Regions from separate parts of the Mus musculus genome. Here region 1 is linked to region 2. A link is a contact called in public Micro-C data. All regions are on one chromosome and are shown on one strand. The core of a region is the stretch at or near the end of the contact, and the rest is flanking DNA. Distances in the headings are between cores, read along the strand shown. Region 1 holds the start of Sdc1 (syndecan 1). Region 2 has its middle 33 kb from the start of Pum2.

What was found. Hi-C and Micro-C count contacts between places; a contact is called where the count stands out from the background.
Region 1: a Micro-C map of embryonic stem cells shows a contact between it and region 2, with 5 times the contacts expected there. The contact joins the promoter of Sdc1 here to the enhancer-like site in region 2. A contact is called at or near these places in 1 of 39 promoter capture datasets (pre-B cells), 7 of 484 Hi-C or Micro-C datasets (the HL-1 cell line, the N1E-115 cell line, embryonic stem cells and 3 more), 2 of 115 datasets of contacts at active chromatin or transcription factors (bone marrow-derived macrophages and neural tube) and 1 of 9 other capture datasets (liver).

Annotation. Positions count from the first base shown.
Region 1 is chr12:8,768,847-8,772,980 of GRCm38.p6, forward strand. Sdc1 (syndecan 1) reads left to right here and starts at 2,550. Exons shown (of 5, transcript NM_011519.2): 1 at 2,550-2,855. The coding sequence starts at 2,790. It overlaps Gm4755 (a long non-coding RNA gene), which reads right to left and starts at 2,425. Exons shown (of 3, transcript XR_381238.4): 1 at 2,119-2,425; 2 at 665-1,782.
Region 2 is chr12:8,639,001-8,642,830 of GRCm38.p6, forward strand. No RefSeq gene overlaps it. Among named protein-coding and RNA genes, the nearest start is that of Pum2, 33 kb to the right of the region's middle. Within about 2 kb of position 1,816, at least 448 of the 459 cell types and tissues checked have an H3K27ac peak or open chromatin away from gene starts, as enhancers often do. A contact at or near this core is called in the HL-1 cell line, the N1E-115 cell line, bone marrow-derived macrophages and 5 more, where this site is marked.

The sequences.
Region 1 (4,134 bases), core at 1,300-3,799, 130 kb after region 2:
TGTGAGCCACCATGTGGTTGCTGGGAATTGAACTCCAGACCTTTGGAAGAGCAGTCAGTGCTCTTAACTGCTGAGCCATCTCTCCAGCCCCGTTTTTTAGGTTTTTGAAGACAGGGTTTCCTGTGTAGCTCTAGCTGTCCAGGAACTAGCTCTGTAGACCAGGTTGGCCTCAAATTTAGAGATTTGCCTGTCTCTCTGCCTCTCGAGAGCTGGGATTAAAAGTGTGCAGCCCAACAATCTACTCAAAGTAGGTTTTGAAAAAGCTTTCCATATTAGGAGTTAACTAGCTTCATTTCAGAAATACTGCATGGAATTCAAATGTGGGACCATTCATAGCTACTTTGGTTTTCCTTCAGTGACAGGCATTCGGCATGCCTATTAGGGAAGTCAAATGGCCTGGAGAAGTCATCCTGGGTGAGAGGGCTAATGCATTTTCAGCTTGACAGACACTGTCAACCTATGCAGACAGTCTGCTCCAGCTCAGATGTCAATTGCATGCAGACCTGCAGTCAGACGCTAAGCTCCCTACCTACTCTCCATCAGCTTAGATGTAAGGGGTGCTGGAACAAAGGCTCTCTCTCTCTCTCTCTCTCTCTCTCTCTCTCTCTCTCTTTCTTAGAATTAGTATTCTATTTTATTTTATGTAAATTGGTACTTCACTTACATGTATGTCCGTGTGAGGATGTTGTATCCTCTGGTACTGGAGTTATAGACAGCTGTAAGTCGCCATACAGGTGCTGGGAATTGAACCCTGATCCTCTGGAAGAATAGTCAGTGCTCTTAACCCCTGAGCCATCTCTCCAACCTCTTGCATATTGAGGACAGGGAGGAATCACAAGCCATGTAGGGTGCCTGGGCTCTGAGGTCAACAGGACCATAGCCTCCTTTCTTTATGTGCCTTTCTTGGGGTCTCCCTATAGGAGTCGTCTTCGTTGCCTCTTTACTGTCTCATTGATCTGGGCTAAACTTATGCAGTTGGAAGGAAAGATCAAGCTGGTCATGTTTAAAACATGAAACAGCCTCATCAGTCCCTTCCTGTTCCCGTCTCCCCCCCCCCCTCCCGCCCCCATTTTGAGAGGACAGGAAGGTAAAATACCAAAGTGTCCTATTTTCCTCCAAATATCAGGCTCAAAGGACTGAAGAGCTGACTTCAGATCCCAAAGCCACTGTGTTAGGAGGCACCTGCTTTTTAGGTCCTAAGCCTTCCTGAGCCTTGCTATTGGGTATTCTTTACCAAGACCCTCAAGGATCTAGGCAAGAACTGGGCAGGATCTGTATGTAGCCCATAGTTAGACCTAGGGCAGCTGAGACGCCAAAAGGGAGAGTTTCCTGAGGACAAAAGTGTTCAAACACAACTGGGTGCTGGTTGTTGGGCTACTGCTGGAGGTGTGGTGTGTGTAAAGGAGGCTGTTGAATTCCCAGAAGGCTGGTTCCACAGTGTAGAGTCTACACTGGGGACTTCCCGAGACGCTGAGCCTCAGATCTAGCTTCTCAGTCCAGGCCAGCTGATGTGGGGCTGAGGAACAAGGATGGATGCCATCTATGGCCCCTGCCTTGCAGGTGCAAAGGGCCTTTGGCACCATCTACAGATTGAGGGCAAGACAGGGCTGGTTCTTCCTCCTTGCTCTCGCTGCTATCTGCCTCGCCTGTAGGCTCTCTGGGCTCCTTTTTGGACTGACACGTCTGAAGGACGTTGGAAACTGTGAGGTCCAGGCCCCATAGAGAATCATGAAGGAACAGGAATTCAACTGGAGCTCCGCAGCTGGTTAGGCCTGCGGTCACCTGGAAACAAAGAGGCCATTTATTTTTTCCTTTGGTCTTGGACAAGGAAGAGAAGGGGCTTTCTATAAATAGAAAGACAGCAAAAAAGAAAATAATAATAATAATAATAATAATAATAATAATAAAAACAATAACAAAGCCAGCTCTTCCAGACAGTGCTCATGTCTTTAAAGGTCTTTAAAGGTCTGGAGTTCCCAGCAATTAAGTAAAGGACCAAGACCTCAGGGGTCCCCTATCCTCAGCCCGTGGGGAGGTGGGAACCATACATCGATCCCTCGGTTTATATATAGCCTCATCGCTGTGGGGCTCCGAGGTTGCCCCCAAAATCTTGCTCACCTGGAGGACCCCTGGGTGTCCTCGCCCAGAGGGCGCTGCAGCCTCGCACGTAGAGAACTAACAATCGCCCTTCTCCAGGGCAGTGCCTCCGGACTCCGGACCAGGACATAGTAGCGAGTGCACCTGGGTCTCCGTCAGCTACGCATCAAGGAAGGTGCGACGCGGGAATTACAGATTGCCGGCACTCACCAGTGCTCAGGGGAGGAAGGTGGGACTCAGACCTGCAAGAGCTGAAGAGTGGGGTGGGCTTCGATCCTAGGAGGCGTGGAAGGGGGTGTGGCTGGATCCCTGGGGGGTGGGGCGCTCCAAGGGGCGGGGCAACCCAGGGGGCGGGGCCCGAGGGGTGGAGATTGGGACTACCCAGGCCCGCGGAGCTGGGGGTGGGCGGCTAGTTTTGCAACTGCAGAGCCTTTGGGTTTATTATAAGGCGGAGCTCCGCGGGAGAGGTGCGGGCCAGAGGAGACAGAGCCTAACGCAGAGGAAGGGACCTGGCAGTCGGGAGCTGACTCCAGCCGGCGAAACCTACAGCCCTCGCTCGAGAGAGCAGCGAGCTGGGCAGGAGCCTGGGACAGCAAAGCGCAGAGCAATCAGCAGAGCCGGCCCGGAGCTCCGTGCAACCGGCAACTCGGATCCACGAAGCCCACCGAGCTCCCGCCGCCGGTCTGGGCAGCATGAGACGCGCGGCGCTCTGGCTCTGGCTCTGCGCGCTGGCGCTGCGCCTGCAGCCTGCCCTCCCGGTGAGTGTGGCCCGGGGCAGGGCTGGGAGGCGGCGGGAAGCCGGGACTCGCCACTCGCCGATGCCATGCAGGCGGCAGCACGTGGAGGGGGAGGGGAGCGGGGACTTCTTCCCGCGCTGCCTGGCGGATCCTGGGATGGTGAGCCCTTTAATGAGGACTCCTGTCCCAATTCCTCTACGGTCCGTGGATGCCAGGAGGCTATCCCAGCTCGTGGTCCGGGCGTCCTGCAGAGTGGAACCTCCATTGGTTCCCCGCTCCCAATTAAGTAAAACGACTCCACATGGGTCTGAGTCCGCCGGCCTTAGGCGCTCCGCCGGCCTTAGGCGCCGCTTGGAGTTGCTCTCTCCCGTTGCTGTCTTGCTGGCCATCTCAGCGGCCTGGCCTCCGCCAGTGTCCCGGAGGGATGCAGTGGCCATGGCCACAACGCCTTTTCCATAGACCCTAATTCAAACCAGACTGCAGGCTGCACCCCCAGCGCCGCGGAGTCCGGGCGCTCGGCCCTTTGCACCGGGGCAAGTTTGGGCACAGCAGAGCCGGCGCGGGAACAGGGGGAAGCTGACGTTCGGGGTGGCGGGAGGGACGGGATTAAGGCTGTTTGTGGGACACAAGAGGGTGGCTCAGGGACCTTCGGTTTTTCTCTGGCTGCCCCAGGTGAGCCGGGCCGAGCTGGCAGCGGGAGGTTCCGGGAAGTTGGCTTCAGAACGCTGAAGACCCTAAGAACCCAACTTTGGGGTCGCTGAAGTTGTGCTGCCCCCGGAGGGCCTCCTCCGCATGGCCCGCGCGGGGGACCCTCCCCGCGAGTGGACCCCGGTACGGCTCTTCCCCTCCCCCGACTCGGCTTTGTGCTGAAGCCGCGCGTAGGGAAGGCGGGTCCCTTGGCCCGCCCAGTAGGGCCGCGGGGAAAGAGGGACGAACGTGGAGCTGGCGACTGGTGGGGGAAAGCTTCTGGGTAGGATGCAGCCATCCACCTTTGGTGGGGGTCGGTCTCTCTAATCAGCGGCTTGGCCGACAAAGAGCTTGGTCGAGGGTACCCCAGAAAGTGCTCTCCCGCCCCAGCCGCCGTCCGCTAGCCCGCCTTCCCCAACGGGGGCGCTTTGTTCTCGGCCCCTGTAACCCTTCCCTGGGAACCGCCCCGCAGCGCTGGTCCTTGACGTGGGCCGGGTCCTGGGTCGCCGCCAGGTGTCAGCGCTGCCCTCCGGGTGTCCACGCCCCTAGCCCCCGCACCCGCTGTGAAGTCCCGGGTGTCCTTTCCACTGGCGGCTTTGCCCAACCCCTGGAA
Region 2 (3,830 bases), core at 566-3,065:
AGCACTGACTGCTCTTCTGAAGTCCTGAGTTCAAATCCCAGCAACCACATGGTGGCTCACAACCATCCATAAAGAGATCTGACACCCCTCTTCTGGTGCATCTGAAGACAGCTAGAGTGTAGTTAGATATAATAATAAATAAATCTTAAAAAAACCAAAATATAGAGAAATAGATAGATGGATAAATAAATAAATATTAAACATTCAAAAATTAAAAATAAAAAATAATTAGAAAAAATAACAACCCAGTCTCAAAAAAAAAAAAAAAAACAAAAAAGAAAGAAAAAAAAAGGATTTTTCTTTTGATAGGGGACTAATATCCAATATATACAAAGAGCTCAAGAAGCTAGACTCCAGAAATTCAAATAATCCCATTAAAAAATGGGGTTCAGAGCTAAACAAAGAATTCTCACCTGAGGAATATCGAATGGCTGAGAAGCACCTGAAAAGGTGTTCAACATCCTTAATCATCAGGGAAATGCAAATCAAAACAACCCTGAGATTCCACCTCACACCAGTCAGAATGGCTAAGATCAAAAATTCAGGTGACAGCAGATGCTGGCGAGGATGTGGAGAAAGAGGAACACTCCTCCATTGTTGGTGGGATTGCAAGCTTGTACAAGCACTCTGGAAGTCAGTCTGGAAGATCCTCAGAAAATTGGACATAGTACTGCCGGTAGATCCAGCAATGCCTCTCCTGGGCATATACCCAGAAGAAGTTCCAACTGGTAATAAGAACACATGCTCCACTATGTTCATAGCAGCCTTATTTATAATAGCCAGAAGCTGGAAAGAACCCAGATGTCCCTCAACAGAAGAATGGATACAGAAAATGTGGTACATGTACACAATGGAGTATTACTCAGCTATTAAAAACAATGGATTTATGAAAGTCTTGGACAAATGGATGTATCTGGAGGATATCATCCTTAGTGAGGTAACCCAATCACAAAAGAAGTCATTAGGTAGGCACTCACTGATAAGTGGATATTAGCCCAGAAACATAGAACACCCAAGATACAATTTGCAAAACACAAGAAAATCAAGCAGAGGGAAGACCAATGGGTGGATACTTCATTTCTCCTTAGATTGGGAACAAAATACTAAAAGGAGTTACAGAGACAAAGTTTGGCGCTAAGACGAAAGGATGGACCATCCAGAGACTACCCCACCTGGGGATCCATCCCACAATCAGCCACCAAACCCAAACACTATTGCACAATGCCTGATAGATTTTGCTGAAAGGACCCTGTTATAGCTGTCTTATATGAGGCTATGTCAGTGCATGGCAAATACAGAAGTGGATGCTCACAGTCATCTATAAGATGGAACACAGGGCCCCCAATGAAGAAGCTAGAGTAAGCACCCAAGGAGCTGAAGGGGTCTGCACCCCTATAGGTGGAACAACAATAGAACTAACCAGTACCCCCAGAGCTCATATCTCCAGCTGCATATGTAGCAGAAGATGGCCTAGTCGGCCATCACTGGGAAGAGAGGCCCCTTGGTATTGCAAACTTTATATACCCCAATACAGGGAAGAACCGGGAGTGGGAAGGTAGGGGAGCAGGGCAGAGGGAGGGTATAGAAAACTTTCCGGATAGCATTTGAAATGTATATAAAGAAAATATCTAATAAAAATAAATAAATTAAATAAATAAAGTCTAGTCCCATGAAAAAGAAAACAAAAACAAAAAACAAAAAACAAAAAAATCAACCCAGTCTCGAAAAAAAAAAAAAAAAGAAAAAGGGGGCGAGGCTCAGAGGACCCAAAGCCGGAACAGAACTACAACTCCCAGCATGCCTCGAGGCTGAGGCAGGGACATGCCCGCCACTGCACTGACCTGAGATGGCGGGAGAGAGACTTCCTGTCCACGGCCAGTGACTGCCTGCTTCCAATCCGCTGTCCCCGGGACAGCGGCGCTCACGGCGGCGGCGGAGAGACCCTGGCGGGCCGTTTTCGGGTGGCAGCGGCGGGAAAACAGGAGGCTCGGGTCTGTGCACGCGCTCTGCTTGAGAGTGCTGGTCTGTGGCGGGAAGTCCCGCCCACTCCGCTGTGATTGACGGCAGCAGCTTCCAATCGGGAAGCTTCCCCACTCACTGTTTCCAGGAGCAGGGAACAGCGCCAGAAGTCCCGCCCGCCCGACCGTGACTGACAGCCCCAGAGACTGAAACCGCCCCCCCCCGCCCCCCGCAGAGAGATCCGCGTCTGCAAAGACAAGGGCGGGCGGCCGTGATTTTTATATAAAATAAAAAAAGTCTCGTGTGCTTATCGTGTGGGAGCTCACGCTGTAGCCCAGGTTGACCTCGAACTCAGAGATCCACTGCCTCTGCCTCGTCCCAAGTGCTGCTGGGATGAAAAGCGTGTGCCACCCCTGCCTGGAGACCCTAAAACTCTTAAACCCCAAAAATAAAACCCTAGCATTTTAAATAAAAATACTCAAGAGCACTAAACACTACTCTTTAAAAAAGCAGCAAAACCCTGACACCCCCCAAAAAACTCTAAATGTCTGGGGCGAGGCCGGAGCGCTCAGAGGTCCTGTCACTCGATTCCCAGAGACCCCCACGCAGGCTCACACCCTGTGCAGCTATAGTGAGCTCACATAGACGCGAGATAGATGAATAAATCTTATAAAAATCACCTGAGACACACGAGAACCCGTCCTGTACTGGGGCTTCAGAAATACTGAAACAAAAGAATGCAAACGGGAAAAAGCATCCTTCTTTGCATAGGTTTAATAAATTACTAAGGGTGCCATCCTTGGGTCGCTGACATCTTGTCTTCATAGGAACTAGACTAGAAAGAAAACCACTCAATGTCTGTAGCTATTTCCCAGCCTTAATGATGTAAAATATTGTACTTCTTTATAAACAGGCTGTTGACCCTACTTTAACTCAATGGACTGCTAGAATCAAGAATTATTCTATCAGAGAGCACAGACAGATCAGACACGCTGGCTGCACAGCATATTCAGAACTTCCAAGGGATTTATTAATCAGAGCAGGGCATTGTAGGCCTTAGCCTGGCTCACAGAACCAAAAGTAGTCACCCAGCTTGTGGAACAGGACTTTGCTATACAAGTAGTCACCCCTGTTCATGTCTTTGTTCTCTATGCCCTTTGTTACCCATAGTAATCTGTGGACAGAAACTATTGAATGGAAAATTCCCAAAATAATTCATACATTTGTTCTATTTTATTTGTAGTAGTTGTGGCTGATTGCTAGTGCCTAATTTGTCAATTAAGTTTTATCATAGGTATTATATAGAGGGCACACATAATCTATCCAGTCCATGGCTGCATAAGCCATGGGTTCAGGCTTGTGCATAGAACCCCAGAGTAGGCAGTTGAGATTTACAGATATACTTAATGTTGATCAGTCTGTCCACCAGACCCAAACCAAGAAACAAGCAGATAATTCTGGCACTGGGAAATTTAGAAACATGAGGAAGGGGAGACCTTTGGATGGAGTCATTGTTAAAACTGTGAAGCCACACAGTAAGGACAGGAGCCAAGATGGATAAGCTGTAACAGCAAAGAATATGCAATAGTTAGAGTCATCCCTCTTGGGAAAATACTGTCGCTGCTCCCAAATCTGGTTTTTTAAATTTGTTTGTTTGTTTGTTTGTTTATCAAGCAATCATATGTACGTGTGTTTGTCTTTGTGTGGCTGTACACATGTGAGTGTAGGTGCATGTAGAGAGGTCAGAGATTTTCATATTCCCTGGAGATGCAGTTAAAGGTGGTTATGAACCTTGTGACATGGATTCTGGGAATCTATCTTAGATCTTCTAAAAGTTCCCTACATGTTCTTATCCTCTGAGGCATCTCTCC